Regions from separate parts of the Danio rerio genome. Here region 2 is linked to region 1. Evidence: chromatin contacts called from public Hi-C data. All regions are on one chromosome and are shown on one strand. Each heading gives the region's core, a stretch centred on a gene start, on an enhancer-like site or on the middle of the called end of the contact. The rest is flanking DNA. Distances are from core to core; before and after follow the strand shown.

Region 1 (3,386 bases), core at 224-2,723:
ACCTGTCAGGTTTCACCCACTCAGGTGCCAAACTGCTCACGCTCATTTGCATTACTGAGCATTACAGCGCGTGTGTGTTTCGACACCACCCCATTCACTTTCAACAAACCTCTCATAAATGACGCAGGGTTCGCCAAAATAAATCCTGAAAGGGAGATCGTGACCCTAATGCAAATGAGATACTAAAAATGGAAAATAAATGATCAAATAAATGAATTAAATCAGAGTTAAATAAAAAGTCAAACTAAAAATAGAAACTATCATAATGCAAAAATAAATGCAAAAAACACAATACAAAAAAAAAAAATGCTGACACAAAATGATCGAATTAAATATTGTTAAATGTGTGTCAGATTATATTTTTGTATTATATCTTTTGCATTTTTCAAATTGTTACATTTTGTTGGGTTGGTTTGGGTCGATAGACATCACGATGCTGAGCTGACATTGGGATCCTCTGCCCTGCCCCCATCACAAAAAAATACACTATATACCCCATTTTTACTTGTTATTTTACTTGCGTTACATGCACCGTTTCTGGCGTTAATGGTATGTTGTAGCGAGGACGTAATCAACAACAGGAAATGCTGTATTCCAGATGAGCAAGCAATATTAATTAAATGAAATATACAGTATGTCACTTTCATTTATGCTGTTCTAATGAATTAATTTCAAGGACAAGCAAAAGTAGAAATATAACTTTTTTGTAAATCGTTTTTCAGTTTTTAAACATTTTAATAATTTAATAATAATAATAATAATAATAATCATAATACACTTTATATATATATATATATATATATATATATGTATAGCGCCCTTAAAAGTAGCATCTCAAGGCGCTTTACAGACGTTTGAAATGTGCAGTAGTAAAAGATACATACAAGCATAATGCAAAAAGAAAAACAAATGCAATGATAAAAATTATTTAAAACACATAAAATAAAAATATTAATAATAATAAATCTAAAAGTCAAATTAAAGCCACCCTAAAAAACTTTTAAGTGATGATTTAAAAATACCCCCTGATTTTGCATTGCGAATATCAGAGGGTAAAGAGTTTAGGTGCCACGGAAGAGAATCTCTCATAGATTTACTTAACTGCTTTGATGCTTATTATGTGCCTCAGAATGTTTGACCAATGAGAATCAAGTATTCCAGCGATGCGTTTAATGAGCACAGGAAACACACTTTCTCTCTTCTCTTTTGCTTCTTAATACCCATCTACTGAAAATCTTGCAGGAAAGATCTCCCCTCCCGTCACTGCACTCTGTGGGTTTGACATGTTGTTTTGTTCGACTTTGCACATTGCATACAATTCTGATGCAACCCGCTGTAAACGCTCAAATCTTTTCTTTCTCTCCCTCTCTGTTTGTGTGTGTCTGTGTGTGTGTGTTGTCTTGTTGTGTCGTGTGCCTCTCTGTCTGTTTCCAGAGCTCACACCACACTGACAAGCAGCGGATCACTAAGTGAAACAAAACACTCTTTAATAATTCAGACAGCCCCCTCCCTCTTGCTCGCTCGCCCGCACATACACACACTCACAAATCCCTTTAAGTCTCCATGCGTTTGGATCTCTGTGACGGGAGGCTGCTCTTTTTTTGTGTCTCGTCTCTTCTTTTATCCGCTCATACACAGACACACTCTCGGATGAAACCAGAAACAAGGCAGAGGCGAATCTTGGGAATGTGTCCATCTGCAGTACTTACTTCCCTCGATTTAGTTAGTAGGAATCTAAATCTTATAAGTCTGCATCGTTTGGATCTTTTTGATTGGAGGATGATCTCCTTGTCTTTTTGTTTTGTCTTTGTTCGCTCATACTCTCTCAGATGAAACCTAAAACTGTGTAAAGGGGATTTCGAGAGTGCTTGTAGCTACACGCATACAGTGGTATTCAGTTATTCAATATACTGTAATGATGAACATGCACAGTATTGATATTTTGGTTAATTCAAATGACTTTGAACTTGCTTAACAGTTTTGTTTTGTTTATAGTTTAAATATTAAAAGAAATCTCAAATCAAGAAGCAGTTTTTAGATTAATAAAAATGTTGTTTTTTTTTTAATCAAGTCATTAAAATTAAGTGAGAATGTAAAAAAAAAAAAACCCTGCTTGCCTTAAATTAAATTAACCTCATAAGTCCATTGAACTTATATCATGTTAAACTGACTTAAAACAGCTTGCGTAACTTATAAACTTCAGTTGGATCACGATTAACCTAGTTTAATAAGTTGCAATGACCTAAAACATATGCTGTCAGGACTAATTAATCATCTACATTTTTTTACAGTGCAGTAGGGTAAGTAAAATTAACTTGTTTTCAAATTAGAGCTGCACAATATATTATTTGAGCGAGGATATCGCAAAGTGTGTTTCCGCAACAGTAACATTGCAGGATTAGATTATTTATTTTAGGTTAAAAGATGCAAATATTATATATATATATATATATATATATATATATATATATATATATATATATATATATATATATATATATATATATATATATATATATATATATATATATATATATATATATATATTTATTTATTTGTAATTTTATTTTTATTTTTTATTATCTTTGCCCTGTTGTATTTATATATGTTTGTTTTTTATTGTGATTTATGCAAACACTCTGCATAGAGAAATACTTCATTCCAATCTATCTAAATTAAAGAATTTTTTTGGAATAGAGCTGTTTAAATGATCTGGTGAAATTAATTAATATCGCAATATACATATCTCTGAAAACAAAACAATATTTTGTACTTGTCCAGAAAGTGCTTCTTAATTTAATGATTCCTTGATTTTTGGACTAGAATAAAGGCAAAAAATATATGTAAGAATCGTTGTTTTTTTGTTGTTGTTGTTTTTATTCAACGTGAATAATTATTATTTAAACTTCTAGAGTGCTTTTTACGAATATTCACTACGTACATTGGTGTTCATAAGTGCGGCAAATGCTTGGTTGATTAGCCTATTAGTTCAAGCATTAATATTTATGTTATTCTACATGCTGAAATACTGATTAAATGTACTTTATCTGTGCAATAAAACTTCAATAGTAGCATTAGGTAATTTAACCAAACTCATGACGAAAACTACAAAAACTTTTATTATTTTCATGTTATATATTAATTATATAAATATATAAATAATATAAATAACAAATATATATATATATATATATATATATATATATATATATATATATATATATATATATATATATATATATATATATATATATATATATATATATATATATATATATATATAAAGGTTTTTAACCTTTAATGTATAGAACAGTATAGAGAATTGACCGAGAGACGTGAAGGATTGACAAATTACTTCGAGCCGGGTATCAAACTCAGGTCGCCGT
Region 2 (3,701 bases), core at 163-2,662, 360 kb after region 1:
ATCCATACACACTCATTTACACACTATGGACAATTTAGTTTATTCAATTCACCTAAAGCGCATGTTTTTGGACTGTGGGGTAAACCGGAGCATCCAGAGGAAACCCACGCCAATACAGAGAGAACATGCAAACTTCACACAGAAATGCCAAATGGCCCAGTCGGGACTTGAACCAGCGACCGTCTTGCTGTGAGGCGACAGTCACCGTGACGCCATTATGAAGTTGATGGTTTAAATTTAGAGACTAAGATTAATCCATTTAATTAAGGTAGTTTAATATAATTTAATTAATGCATAGAATAAATGTTTTGGTTTCATTACTTCATGTTAGTTAATGTGTTTACTAACATGAACTAATAATGAACAGTAATTATACAGCATTTATTAATCATAGTTCAACATTTACTAATGGGTTATTAAAAGCCCCAATTCATTATTGTCACCATTAAAACATGTATGTATTAGTTTTTTGCATTAATGTTATTATTTATTAATTTTTTTATTATTTAATTATTAGTAATGAACACATGAACTAATGTTAACTAATACCACCTTATCGTAAAGTGTTACCAAGATTATAAAATACTTTATACTCCAATAATCTTGTTTTATTTACATAATTTTGGGAAGAAAACAAATAATAAAAAAATATTTGGGGGCTGCATGGTGACACAGTGGGTAGCACTTTCACCTCAAGGCAAGTAGGTTGCTGGTTCCAGTCCCGGCTGAGACAGTTGTTGTTTCTGTGTGGAGTTTGCATGTTCTCCCCGTGAGTTTCTTCCGGGTGCTCCGGTTTCCCCCACAATCCAAAGACATGTGCTATAGGTGAATTGGGTAAGCAAAATTGTCCATAGTGTATGTGTGTGAATGAGTGTGCTTGGGTGTTTCCCAGTGATGGGTTGCAGCTGGAAGAACACCCGCTGTGTAAAACATATGCTGGATAAGTTAGCGGTTCATTCCACTGTGGCCAACCCTGATGAACAAAGGGAATAAGCCGAAAAGAAAACGAATGAATGAATATTGCTTTTTTACTTTACACTAGACTGATCTTTTATTAGGGCATCTGTACTTTTACTCGAGTGCTTGATCTACATACTTTGTCACCGCTGGAATTCCCAGCACTTATAATAACCAAAGTGTTCACAAGTCTGTAAAAAGCCGCTGCTTCCCTGTTGAGTCACACGTACAGTAAATCCTCACGCAGGACGGCATGTGGTTCGGGTGCGGATGGGGGCTCCACAAGCACTGGAGGTGGGGTTAACCGGTCCAGCTGTGTTTCCCAATGTGCATTTCTGCAGCTGCCGGGAGATCAATGCTGAAGCGAGCCTGACAGATCTGTGTGCTGAGGTGTCTGAGCGAGCAGCCTGCTGTATATCATTAAAACTGCAGCGTCTCTCCATAACACGCTCTGTGACTAACCCAGATAGCAGGCAGACTCCCAAATCAAAGACATGTGGGCTGCACACACAAACACACACACACACACACTCATGCATTCTTACTGTCAACTCCGTCATTCCCACCCCATGTTGCTTGCTTCCACTGCAAGACATTTTCCTGACATTCCCAGTGAAATTCCATCATTTTCCCATCGTCTTCCCTTCAGGCCTTTCTCCAGTCTTTCTGTCTCCGCTCTGCCCTTCACCTCTCGCCTTCCACTTCCGTTACTCGCACTATAGTGTCTCCTACGCTTGTTTTGCTTCTCTTCTGCCATTTTGCATTTACTTTTCTCGTGCTGCACCTGCTTGTCAGATGTTTCGTGTCTATAGTTCTGTCGCTCTCACTCTCCTCTTATTCATTCACTGTTATCCAGATGTTCCCTCCATATCTCTAACACTATCATCATCATAGCTGTTTTTACAGGTCCAAAATAAACATATAAAATAAGCATAAAAAACTACAACAACAATAAAAGACAGCTTTATATAAAACTAAAGGATTTCTTCTCCATGATATAATAATAATAATTATAATTAAAATAAATAATAATAAAAATAATAAGAAGAAGAAAAAGAAGAAGAAGAAGAAGAAATGCTTATGTATGTCACAATGGGACGCTGACAAGGGAGGTGCGGATCCAATTGCAAGTTCATTGAACAGAGAATGGTCAGCCATGCAACGGTCAACACAGGAGCAAACAGATTTATATGGGCAATCCAGGGTCGTAGTCAAATAACAGGCGAATAGTGAGTACAGGCAGGCAGCAGACAACATAAAACAAACTAAACAAAGCAAGGTTCAAACACAACAAATTTTGTTAATTGAATTTTTCAGAAATCTAGGGGTTTTTTTGCTATCGAACTCTTCAATACTCAATGTAAAAACTGAATTAAGAGTTTTTGATTATTAAATAGTTGTGTTTCATATGTTGTGACATCTTAAGGCTTGCATATTTCCTCTTCATTAACTATACTGTGGACATACTGATCAAGTACTGGCATTTGAAATAGCCAATCAAGTATTGTAGGAATCGTCACTGTAGGACTTATTTTATTTGTTGGTTTGTTTTAACGACAAACATTTGGCATCAGCAATCCATCCAAAACTACTATTATTTGTACAGTACAGTATTTGTACAGATTTTTTTCAATTCTTCTTTAAATGGATGAGTCAAGAACATCCAAAGCACCTATCAGCGGTGCATTTAAATGATTTTAAAAATACAAGACACTAAAGTATTTTGATGCAAAACATTAAGCTATTTTCATCAGCCCTATCCAATACAAATTACAAAATACATTATTGTATTTGAAATACATGCATCATAAATGCTGTCCATCCCTGGATGCAAAGATTATCTAATACATGCATACATACTTATAAAATACATGTTTTTTTATCTAAATATTAAAACCTAAAGGATTTAAGATGCTGATGACCAATAAACATGTCATTTCCATAAGGAATCCATGGGTAACAATTTCTCTACTTCTCAACATTTGTACTCCACAACATTTATGAAAGCTGCTCCACATATGATTGTTTGATGCTGTGTGATCGAGAGCATCTTGTGCATTTGTTTTCTCCCCATTCATTTAAAGACCGAGGCTCTGGACGGATTGTTTTGATTAGTGGCTGTTTTATGCGTGGTATGGGTGGCATCTTTTTCTCTTTCTGACTCTCTCTCTCTCTCTCTCTCACTGGCGCCGAAGCTCTTTGTGTGCGGTTGTGTAACTGGAGGATCATCACAGAGTTCAAGAGCTCTCCTGAGCTTTAGCCAGGTTGTCTTCTCCTTCACTTCACACACACACACACACACGCACCGTCTGCTCGGCTCCAGCGCTTTCCTTGTCTTCTCTCACCTCTGTTTCGTCCCTGCTCTCTGTCAGATGTGGAGCTGGTTTACATAATCAGATCCCAACCTTAAAGGGATAGTTTACCCAGAAATGAAAACTCACGCTGCTGGGCTTTTTGCCTTGGGACACAGAAGAAGACATTAAGCAACATGTTCAAGCTGCTCTTTCTGTAAAAATGTAAAGAAATATTGGAAAAATATGTTTGACATCAGCAGACAACATCAAAATCATATCTCATAAAGTCATGAATCATATCAAGTCTCTGTAATACCAAAAGAAGCTCATTTACGCATATACGGCATATAGTGTATATATATATATATATATATATATATATATATATATATATATATATATATATATATATATATATATATATATATATATATATATATATATATGTCA

What was found. Hi-C and Micro-C count contacts between places; a contact is called where the count stands out from the background.
Region 2: a Hi-C map of embryo shows a contact between it and region 1, with 2.1 times the contacts expected there. The contact joins two enhancer-like sites. A contact is called at or near these places in 7 of 18 Hi-C or Micro-C datasets (caudal fin, embryo, hematopoietic stem cells and 2 more) and 1 of 4 datasets of contacts at active chromatin or transcription factors (caudal fin).

Annotation. Positions count from the first base shown.
Region 1 is chr4:8,771,933-8,775,318 of GRCz12tu, forward strand. The region is part of intron 8 of erc1b (ELKS/RAB6-interacting/CAST family member 1b); the gene reads left to right. Among named protein-coding and RNA genes, the nearest start is that of erc1b, 72 kb to the left of the region's middle. Within about 2 kb of position 1,474, at least 9 of the 62 cell types and tissues checked have an H3K27ac peak or open chromatin away from gene starts, as enhancers often do.
Region 2 is chr4:9,130,954-9,134,654 of GRCz12tu, forward strand. The region is part of intron 3 of wnt5b (wingless-type MMTV integration site family, member 5b); the gene reads left to right. Among named protein-coding and RNA genes, the nearest start is that of fbxl14b, 22 kb to the left of the region's middle. Within about 2 kb of position 1,413, at least 4 of the 62 cell types and tissues checked have an H3K27ac peak or open chromatin away from gene starts, as enhancers often do.